Regions from separate parts of the Mus musculus genome. Here region 2 is linked to region 1. The links are chromatin contacts, called in public promoter capture Hi-C maps. All regions are on one chromosome and are shown on one strand. Each heading gives the region's core, a stretch centred on a gene start, on an enhancer-like site or on the middle of the called end of the contact. The rest is flanking DNA. Distances are from core to core; before and after follow the strand shown.

The links. Promoter capture Hi-C pulls out the DNA fragments that hold promoters and counts their contacts.
Region 2: a promoter capture Hi-C map of hematopoietic stem and progenitor cells shows a contact between it and region 1, with 2.8 times the contacts expected there. The contact joins the promoter of Smg1 here to the enhancer-like site in region 1. A contact is called at or near these places in 2 of 39 promoter capture datasets (hematopoietic stem and progenitor cells and pre-B cells), 1 of 484 Hi-C or Micro-C datasets (CD4 T cells), 2 of 115 datasets of contacts at active chromatin or transcription factors (Th17 cells and embryonic stem cells) and 1 of 9 other capture datasets (liver).

The regions. Positions count from the first base shown.
Region 1 is chr7:117,425,117-117,430,492 of GRCm38.p6, forward strand. All of the region lies in intron 1 of Xylt1 (xylosyltransferase 1), which reads left to right. Among named protein-coding and RNA genes, the nearest start is that of Xylt1, 47 kb to the left of the region's middle. Within about 2 kb of position 3,980, at least 152 of the 459 cell types and tissues checked have an H3K27ac peak or open chromatin away from gene starts, as enhancers often do. A contact at or near this core is called in Th17 cells and hematopoietic stem and progenitor cells, where this site is marked.
Region 2 is chr7:118,240,086-118,245,655 of GRCm38.p6, forward strand. Smg1 (SMG1 homolog, phosphatidylinositol 3-kinase-related kinase (C. elegans)) reads right to left here and starts at 3,552. Exons shown (of 63, transcript NM_001031814.1): 1 at 3,120-3,552. The coding sequence starts at 3,205. 4930583K01Rik (RIKEN cDNA 4930583K01 gene) reads left to right here and starts at 3,822. Exons shown (of 2, transcript NR_027879.1): 1 at 3,822-3,880; 2 at 4,643-5,466.

The sequences.
Region 1 (5,376 bases), core at 2,730-5,229:
CCCTGTTTCCTCTCGGTGCCGTATCTTTTCTTTCTGCTGGAGTTCCTTACATTTTGGTGACCTCAGGGGAGTGATGCTTCTTTTGTGGTGGCAGCATCTAACAGGATGGAAGGTGGAAATTTCTAGAAACTAAAGAACCATCAGTCACAGGTCAAATTGGACTCTAAGAGTATAGAAAATATGTCAGTCTCTTAATAGGATGAGAGGTATAAAGTTCTAATGAACATGTGGATGGGAGGTACAGTTGCTGATTATCTTTTCATATGTATGTATGCATGCATGTATGTATGTATGTATGCATGTATGTGTGTATGTATGTATGTATGCATGTATGTGTGTATGTATGTATGCATGCATGCATGTGTGTGTGTATGTATGTATGTATGCATGTATGCATGTATGTCTTCATAGTCAACTACTCTGACTGGAGATGTTTTCCCTCCAGGATCTGTAATGGTGATGGGCTTGGTGGTGTTTTTCTGAGATTCATGTATTAGGAGGAGCTTGATCCTGTGTGTCAATCCTGGGAGGTGGGAGGGGCTGTTGATGGACGAACAAGAGGTGGCTTTTGTAAGATGCCTGGTTATTTTTCATGTGAAGATGGTTATAAAAGTACAAGCTGATTTCCGCACCTTGAGCCCCCCCCCCCAGAGCTATGAGCCAGTTAGACTTTTTTTTTCTTCATGAAATTATTCAGCCTCAGGTATTTTATTATTATGACAGAATAATATTCTTATACAAAAATGTACTGGGGAGATAGAGGAGGGTTTGGAGGGGAGAGAATGCAGGGAATAGATGTGATCAAAATGTATGCATGCTTGATATTGTGAGACAGGAAGAGAGAAGAAGGGGTAAGGATGGAGGATAAGGAGGGATCCCTAACACCGAACACCATTTGGGGGTCATACAGAAACTACTCCTGTAGAAGCTTATTAAAGTACACTCACATATTAAAGAAATCCACTTGGGGTTGTTTGTCACCAAGTAAAGCTACATGTGTCAGGAATGGGTTGCATCTAGTGCTTATATTTTATGACATCCAATTTTGTGTTTTCTTGCTTTTTAATGTGTGTGTGTGTGTGTGTGTGTGTGTGTGTGTGTGTGCTTTCCCTTTTCTCTCTTTCTTTTTTAAAATTCTATTTTGTTTGCGTTTTCTATTTGCCTGTTTGTTTTCCAAAGAGCAAGAGGACTGGAGTTGGGGGTGGGGTGGGAGTGGGGGATGTGGGAGACACCAGGAGAGGGGAAATCATGAACAGATTATATTATATGGGGCAAAAAAAAAAGAAATCGTGGAGCATGAAAATCTATGAGAGACATGGGTACAAGTATTCTGTTAAGTTCAAAATTCACCACTCACGTGCTTTTCATGGAATCCTCGTACTTAATGGAAGCTTGCTCTCTTGAGGTGATCTGTTGATGAAGTTAAAGTAAAACAGAGGATGGCCTTCCAGGGTGGGGGAGGGGTGGGTGCATGTGTTGAAGTTGTCCAAGAGCTGTTGCCTGCTGTCTGTTCCAGGAGTCTGTACAGGACCCAGAGCTGAAGGGATGTGGCTGGGGCCAGCTCTCCCCGCACCCTCAGCTTTGCATACTGGCTGAGAGATTTAGCTGTTGAAGGAGAGACCAATTCATGCAGTAAATTGGTGTTCTGGGTTGACATTTGCTTCTCCGCCGAGTTCACAGCTCTTAACTGGGCTTTAGCTGCCCTTTCCAAACACAACACAGTGAACAGGGGTCTGTGGGGCAGTCCCACCCTATGCTAGAACAGTAGGAAATCGGAATAATTAGCCCCTCCCATTTCTCTGGATGGGTGGGGCTTAACTTTACAAAGAATGATAAAAAGACGTGACATGATCGTGGTAATGGACGGTCATCAATGGAAGGTTTTCAGATGAAGGTGACCTGGGTGGCAACCTGGCTTCTGCTACTTGAGCTATGTGGCCATGGCCAGCCTCTACTTCTCTACTCTCTCCCTCTCTCTGCCTTTCTCTGACTCTACTATCCTCCTAACTCCCCTCCCCATGCCCTGAATAAACTCTATTCTATACTATACTGTCATGTGGCTGGTCCCTCAGGCTTAAGTGGTGCCTCAGCATGAGCTTGCTGAGACATCCCCTTCCCTGATACCTCACCACACCCCCATAGAACATACCTCCCTCTTTTTCTTTTTATAAACACATCACTAATCATTTGACATTAGAGGGCTGGGTGTAGCTCAGGAAGTAGAGAAGTAGAGAAGGAAGGGAAGAAGGAAATTACATTATCTATACCTCCAAAGCTAATTAAAAAAAATTAAGTGTATAGAGTCTGTAGTTATTTGAAAATACAAAGCTAAAAATTGTAACCATATGACTCTAGCATTACTAAATTTTGGATAAAACTATAATTTGGAATCATGTGTCTTATATGTACACCTAAATTCACCTTATTATTTCTTTATAAAATTCAAAGTTTGATTCTACAAAAACAAAAAAGCAAGCCATGAAATGGTAGTTTGTTGCTTTGAATAAACTTGGTGCATGGCTGAGCCTCTTGTTGAATGGAATAATACTAATACTAGTACTAATACTCTGGTTTGTGCTAATGTAGATAGATCACAAGTGCAACTATTTAGCCAGAGAGTCTTGCCGAGACCTGGGTGGGGAACTGCTCAGTGAGGTCCTTCTGTGGCTCTAGATTTCCCTGGAGTGGTCTTCCCACAAATTGACCAAAGGCTTTTCACACTTATATCGAAGGGAGCAGGGTCCTTTCCCTCAATTTTCAAAATTATACTTATTTTAGGAGCTGGAGTACTTAAGCTCACTGGTTCCTCTTTCAGAGGATCTAGGTTCAATTCCCAGCACCTACATGGTAACTTACAACTATGCATGTGGTACACAGACATATATGCAAGCAGAAGGCTTATAGACATAAAATAAATACATGTGTATATTTGTTTGTTTGTTTGTGTGGGCACTGGATGCAAGTGCTAGAGCCTGCGTGTAGAAGTCAGAGGACAGATTGTAACAATCAGTTTTTTCCTTTCAGTGTGTGGATCCTGGGACGGAGCTTGGAGCTTTAGGCCTAGCAAGCATCCTTACCAACTGAGCCTTCTTGCTAGTCCCCTGCTTCAACTTCCAGTACAAAGGAAAGGGTCACTGAATTAAATTCTCCCTTGCATAACTTTTTGTTCATTTTTACCATAACTTTTTTTTGTACAGCATTTGCACTGAATCAATGAATGCTATTTAAAATGGAACATGCAATGGCCAGGGCCTGGTGACACATACCTGAAGGTCTCGGGCCACTGAGATAAGATCACAAGTCCCAAGTTCTGAGCTACAGAGAAAGTTTGAAGCCAGCCTGGGTAGCTTAGTGAGATTCTGTCTTAAAAATGTAAAGTAAAAAGAGGTCTTGGGCTATAGCTTGGTGGTACTGCTCTTGCCTAGCTGCACAGGGGCCTAGGCTCACACTACCACAGACAGAAAAAATAAGGCAGGGGGCACTGAGCGTCACCTCCACTTAAACTTTGTCTGTTTTATTAGCTCCTCAGTATGTTCACTCCAGAACTGAAAGTCCATTGTATCACATGGACCTGCAGAGATGGGTGAATCTGGCCCTATGTCTGTTTTTGTTAATAAAGTTTTATTGGCATACACACTTCCCCTCACCATGGCACAGTTACGACACAGAGCCGGCACCATACCACAATGGGGCCTCCCCGCACCAGAGCAGATGTCTTCTTGACTGTGTATTCCTGTCTGCAGACTCACTAAGCTTCTGTTCTGTCATGATGAGGCAGAGATGCTCTCCCTTCAAAAAACAGACTAGAAATATAATGATTCATTTCGTAGGACGTGTGTTGAGGCTTCCTGTGGGCACTGAATGAATCTCAGGAGTGGGGGGTGGGGTGCAGAGAAAGCAGGGTGTTCATAACAAGAGCTACCCGTGGGTCTGCCCTTGAGCCTGGGTCTCCGTTTGTACTGAGCCTTGAGTGACAGTTCAGAGAGGAGTGTTATTCTCTGTTACCTTAGAAACGGGAAGTCAACACACCAGGCAGGGCCCCTGGGGAAGCACCAAGTTCTGTGTGAAGGCAGAAGATGGAGGCAAAGGGAAACATGAAGAAAATGATTAAACATTGTTGCTGTAGATACACCCAGTCTCTGTCTAGTGGGCCTTGTCTAAGAAAGAAAGTCACACTGGACTGGCAGGATGCTATTCCACTGAGCTATCCTTCCAACATGGCAGCTGGCAATGAGACCACTGACTTCCCATCAAAGTCCCAAATGAACTTCGATGTTTTCAGCTCTTACAATGCCTTCTTCACCTCTCCCCTAAAATTGCTAATCTCAAAGAGTTTTTTTTTGTTGTTGTTTTTTGCTTTTTTTTTGTTTTTTTGTTTTTTTTTTTCTAGTTTAGTTTTGTTTTGTTTTGTTTTTTTATCCTCCCGGAGCCCTGGATGTTAGATTGGCAGTTAGTCTCCATGGTGCCTAATCTGTTTACATAGGTTTTACTCTGGTTTCTGCCTATAGAGTGGGGAATGTGCTTGAGTCCAGGCAGAGGCAAGCCATGGGTTCTGGAATCCTCGGTATGTGTGTGAGGAGTTAGTGTGTAGAGCATGCATGTATATTTGTGGAGCACATGAATGTGTGTGATGTGTGTGTATTTGTAGAGCACGTGTATGTGTCCCGCACTTATTCACCTAGTCCACTTCACAGGGGCCTCAGTGTTGTACCCTGTTCCCTCTACACCCCACCAGTGCTATACACGTGATCTGTCATGTGAAGGGTCGCCTTGGACTTAGGCTTTGGGGTGGCCTTAAGAAGGTGAACTCTCCCAGTATGATACAGGCCCTCAAATCCAGCAGCTGTGGGGAACAACTCAGTTTTGGATTCCTTTTCACCTGTGCCCTGAAAGTCAAGGTGACAGAAGCTAGTTTGCTCTTGCCACCTGCCAATTAAGAATGCAGCCTGCCACAGCAGGGAGCTCACGATCCCCATTGCGAGGCCCATTCAGGAAGTCTGAGTGGACATTGTAAGAGTACAGTGCTGAGAGGAAAATGTCCTTCTCATTGATGCTCCTTCTGCCTGTCAGCTGTGGGTTGCCTGGGTCACAGGCTGAATTAGCTGTGTCTATCAGTCTTCAGGATGAAGCTCTCCATTAGGGGCCTTCAAGGTCCCGGAGCTTCCATTTAACTTCTATCCTCAGCTTCCAGCTACTACACAAATCCAGGTAGGCATCTGATCGCCCTCCTGTGATGAGCCCAATGCATGCACCTCAGTTGTCCCTTCTGGCTATAAGCTGTTAGAGATTGGAACAGCTATAAGCTGTTAAAGAGTTCCAGGACAGCACCAGCCCTCAGAACTAGTGCCAACCAAGAGGCATTTTCATCTGCTGGTC
Region 2 (5,570 bases), core at 2,302-4,801, 810 kb after region 1:
AACTGCTGTTCTTTTTTCTGTTTTGAGACACGAGTCTTGTGTAGCTCAGGCTGGCCTGGAACTCACTACGTAGCTGAAGATAACCTTGAATTTCTGATCTAATGAAAAACATCACTTCTGGAATTACTGGTATGTACTAACTACCACACCCTGGCTATGTGGCTGGGGATCAAACCCAGGGCTGCTTCATGCATTCCCACCCCAAGAATTAAGTTCTCAGTTGTCTGATTCCTCCTCACCTGCCCCTCCATAAAAATCAGAGGGGGGGGGAAATGGTACAGAAAGGACGAATAATTGTTTTTAATAAAAATTATTTGAATAAAAAAATAGGCCTGGCAGTAACACACTTAAACTGCTAGCACCTGGGAAGTGGAAATAAGATCAGGAGCTCAATCAAGGTCATCCTCAGCTAAACAAGACCCCCCCCCCCCAAAAAAAAGAAGAAGATGGCCTAGAAAGAGAACTCAGCAGCTGCTGATCTTACAGATGACTAGAGTTTGGTTACCAGCACCCACATGATGACTCACAACTGCCAGTAACTTCAGTCCAGAGACCTAACTCCCTCATCACCAAACTTCTCCTGGCTCCTACCACACCCATGGTGTACATACATAAACTATGGGCACATGTAAATACACATAAAACTAGTAATTTTTTTTTTTTTTTTTAAGATTCAAGGGTCAGGGCTGGTGAGATGGCTCAGTGGGTAAGAGCACCCGACTGCTCTTCCAGAGGTCCAGAGTTCAAATCCCAGCAACCACATGGTGGCTCATAACCATCCGTAACGAGATCTGACGCCCTCTTCTGGAGTGTCTGAAGATAGTGTACCTACATATAATAAATAAACAAATCTTAAAAAAAAAAAAAAAAAAAAAAAAGATTCAAGGGTCAGCAAGATGGCTCCTCAGCACTTGCTGCCAAGCCTGATGACCTGAGTTAAATTGACAGAATCCACATGGCAGAAAAAGAAAACAGACTATGTGTGGTCCTCTGATCTCTATTCACTCACCCACTCATGGCTCATTGTGGCAGACATGACCACACAGATAAATAAAAGATTTTTTTTAATATTTGAATAAACTATAGTCTCTATGTAAGTACATAGAGAAAATATTTGGAAAAAGCACTTGGCCAAGGTGTGTTTGGGGGGGGGGGTGTCTCCATTCTATCATTAGCTATTCATCTTTCTGAGAGAGAATGACTTCAACTTTTACTATGAAAATTATGACCTACAAACTTGAGTTTTTTTCCACTGGCTATTTAGCATATCAATCCTGACCATGTTACAAATAAACCAAGTTTGCTATGAGGTATGTGTATATTCCTGTTTCCTCTAGAAAGCAAGTACTCCTGCCTTGTACTCCATAAACCCACGTGTGCACCTCATCATAGTCGTACTCTCTATCCAAGAATTCAATCAGAGCTCATAGAAAGTTTTCATCCTTTCCCCATACACCCTCACTATGCCAAGAAACAAAAATATTTGAAACATAGGTGACATTAACTAACAACCTATGCACATATTCCTTAACTATATAAGCCATTCTGCTCTGTGTGTGTTTTTGTGTGTGCGTGTGTGTGTGTGTGTGTGTGTGTGTGTGTGTATACAGGTCATAATATGCTAAAATATAGTAGAATCCATTGTTTTCCGAGACAGGAGACAAGGGTTTATCTTGGCTGTCTTGGAACTCAGACCAGGCTGGACTCAAACTCTCAGGAAGCCACCTGCCTCTGCCTCCCAAGTGCTGGGATTAAAAGTGTGCACCACCATAGCCAGCTGTAGAATCCATTTTTAAATAAGAGCTCTATCAAAAGTCAAATTCAAGTTCATTTATCACCTAATGTGTCAGCTGCTTAAAATCAAACCTCACACATTTCAATAACAGTGAAATCAAAGCATGTCAATGAAAAGAATGTCAACTTGTTTTATTTAACGCACTGCACAAACCTTCATGCAGGGCAAGTCAAAGCGATGATTTTGCAAACACTCCTTATAACTGCTTCAAATCTCAAATCTAGACTTAGGCATTCGTTTTTACAATCATTTAGTCACAAACATCAGTTCTCAAGAGACACAATGTTTAGGAATGCACGTTAAACAAAATAAGTGTACCCCTATTAGCCAAAGAGCATTTTAATTTCTCTACCAACTCTTAAAATGTAACACACTAACTTCTAAAATACTCCACTTCCAAGCTGTTCTGAAATTAGGAGGATCTACTAGAAAGCAAGACCAACACCAAAAAGTGTACGCTTTCCATTCACGTGGCCATTCTGAACAACGGAGTGTACTTCAAAGAATACATCAACTTCTACTGAAAGACAGGTTTTATACATTTAGGAAGTCCTAGGCACTGTTAAAGCTCAAGTAGTCTCTGAATACTTGAAGCCTTTACTCAGCAAAGAATGGGAACCTACATTAAGTATAACCAGTCCATAATCAGAAAGAACTGACTAGAAATAGTTTTTCTTTCGTATTTTTCTCTTAATATTTTAAATCCAACCAGACTCCAATTCCTTCATGCAAAACGAAATTTCTCTACTCCTGAGAATACAAATTCACTCCAAAGCGCCCTGGGAAATTACTGTTTCCAGAAAAACTATTTCTGCAGTTGGGGAAAACTTAAAATGCCCCAGTGCCTGATTGTGTCGATTTCATTCACAGTCCCATAATCTCATCTTTTGGTCGACTAACATCCTGTCTAAAGTCAGAGGAAGACCTCGGTAGAGTTCTCAGCTTTTAAAATACATTAATTAACACGTGGGAGTCCAGAAGGACGCAGAGTTAAGGTGGTCTTTGGCATGAGGACTGGACGCGGAGCCGAGGAAGTTAATAGGTAACAGGGAGGGTTCCTGGACCTCAAATCTCAACTTGGAGTTAGACGGCAGTGGAACGTCCTCCTCCACCCAAGCTCAGAGCCACTGCTCCAGCCATCCGGCTGAGGCGGCCAGCCGGGCACAGAGGCCTCCGCTGCCCGCAGCTTTCCTGCCGGACCAGGCCCGGAGGACACCCAGGAAGCCGCGCCCGGCTCCAGGGACCGCGGGCCTAGGCCGCGCCTCCCAGTCCCGCGGGCCTAGGCCTCGGCCAGCTCCAGGCGAGGCTCGACGCGGTCACCCACCTGGGTTGCCAGTCATTCCAGCTCCGCGGGTACTTGGTGCCGCCGCCGCCGCTGCTCAGCCGAGACCCCGGGGCTCTGCGGCTCATTACCTTCCCCGACACGACATGGCCAAGCGCCGCCGCCCGAAGAAGCGCGAGTCGCCGCCTGAACCGGCCGCCGCCGACACTGCGATCTGGCCCGGGGCTGAGGAGGAAGCCGCGGAGGGGGCGGCGGAGGGCGGGGGAGGCGGACGGCCGTTCCGGGTTCCGCTGGAGCCCGCAACGCAGGAGCAGGAGGCGGGAGCGGCGCGGCGAGGGGGAGGCGGAGGCAGGCGAGGCGACGTCTCTTCCAGGGCAGCGCGCGGCCCGCGACGCTGGGGCCCAGGAGGACGAGGACAGCGAGGAGGCGGTGGCGGCGGCTCCTCACGCTCACACGGCCACGGCTTCCCCGCCTCCCGGCTCCGCCCGCCGCGCCGCCGCTGCCGCACGGCATGCTGGGAGCGAGGGGCGGTGCCGGCGCCCTAGGAGCCTGGAGAGGGGCGGGGCTCGGGGTGAAAGGCGGGGCTATTGGTCACAGAATATGGACTAGAGGCGGGGCTTATGACAGGGGTAGGGTCACCTAGGAGGGGCGGTGCCGGCGCGCCCCAAGCCTGGAGAAGAAGGGCGGGACTAGTTGGGGCGTGGTCTGTGGCTGCTGAACCTGGAGAGGGGAGGGGCGAAAGTCAAAAGGCGGGACCTGCTCGAGAGGCACTGGAGTTCTGAGAGCCTAGACTTCAAGGCGAGGTCCGCGTTCGCGTAGCTAAAAGGGGTGGGGCTTTGAGGAGAAGGCGAGAACTACTGGAGAGCAGGGACCCGAGCGGACCTCCCTGGGCCTCCTGAGCAGCAGCTCTGTCTGCGGGTGGTAGAGAGCAATGTGGACTCGTCGCGGGGCATCATGGGAGAGGGGATCTCCACCCCGGGTCCACACACGCCCTCCCATACACTCGGAGGACCGGCAGTCAGGTGTGAACAGGCGTCCAATGGAGGACAGGAGGGGGAGCGTGCCCTTGAGCGCTAATGCGCGCACACAGATGTGCCCTTGGCGCTCACGTGCGTCCACCTGCCTGCCACCGTCTTAAGGGAAAAAGTCAGAATAGTAAAATCGAGGAAGGGGAAGTGAAAGCGACACCTTTTCAACCCCTACCTGAAATGTCATGCAGTCCTGGTACATATTTTCCAAAAGTGAAAAACAACGCCTGCTTCCTGCCCCATGAACTGTGCTCTGTAATCTGGTTCCTTCTAGTAGTAAGAGGCCTGTTACCCACACTCTCCTGAAAGAATTCGATAAAGCACTGGGCACATTATGTGAACGCAATATACTCCTTTGTGTGCGTGTTTACATGTGAAGTACAGAGAACAACCTCAAGTGTTGCTCATAAGCCTCCAGCTACCATGTATTTTGAGGCAAGGTCTCTCTCTCACTAGCTGGCCAGAGAGCCCCACGAATCTTCTGTTTCCTCAACGCTGGCTTTACAAACGGTGACACCATTTCTGGCTTTTTTTCAGGTGGTTTCTCGTGTGTGCGGGGCAAGCACTTTAATGACTGAGCTATCTCCCTAGCTGCAGGCTCAACTTTAAAAATAGCCGAGATACACATCAAGCAAGTATTTAAACCTTTTCCACATAAAGTTTTTAGGCCATCCATCGTTTTGCCTCACAAGAGAAGTATGTATACATCACTTAAGTAATTCAAAATTGTTACCAAGGACATGGCTCAGAAAGTAGAATGCTCAAAGCAGGAGCAAGCACGAATCACTGGGTTCCATCCCCAGCACCCCATAAATGCAGCATGACGATGTGTCTGTAACCCTAGCATTCAAGAAATGGAAACCGGAAGTTGTTCAGGCTCACCTTCCGCAAACCTGGCCTACATGGGACACTGCCTACCCAACCCCCAAGAAATAAAACTATCACTAAAGTACTTAATTATCAGGCGATATCTCCCTATGAGTATATCCCTTACATTTTTCCACCATCTGATCCTGAGTATGCCCACAAATCCGTCAATGAAGGAGGATCCTGCTATTCCAAAAGACAATCAAATGATTTTTTTTCTCTTTCTGCCACCCACATTGCCCACCATTGCAGAAGAAGTGGGGGGAAAGTCTTCTGAAAAATACGATCTTTGACTCAAGACAGAAATTCCCACAAGGAATTGGCCAGACCCAGGCCTGGTCACCAACCTACTGTAAAAAAAAAAAAATCAATAATGGAGCTGGAAAGTAGTTCAGTGTTGCAGCAGTTTGGTCACCTACCATGTTTGAGGCCTCCTGTTCAATCGCCAGTGCTGTAAAATAATGATCGTTACTTCAATAAGATTGCTTCCATACTGAAATTGCTCTGGGCATCTTCATAAATGCCAATTTACTTCTCACTGAAAAAAGGATACAAGGAAGGGACCCACCAGGTGCATAAGTTAAAAAGCACAGCTGGG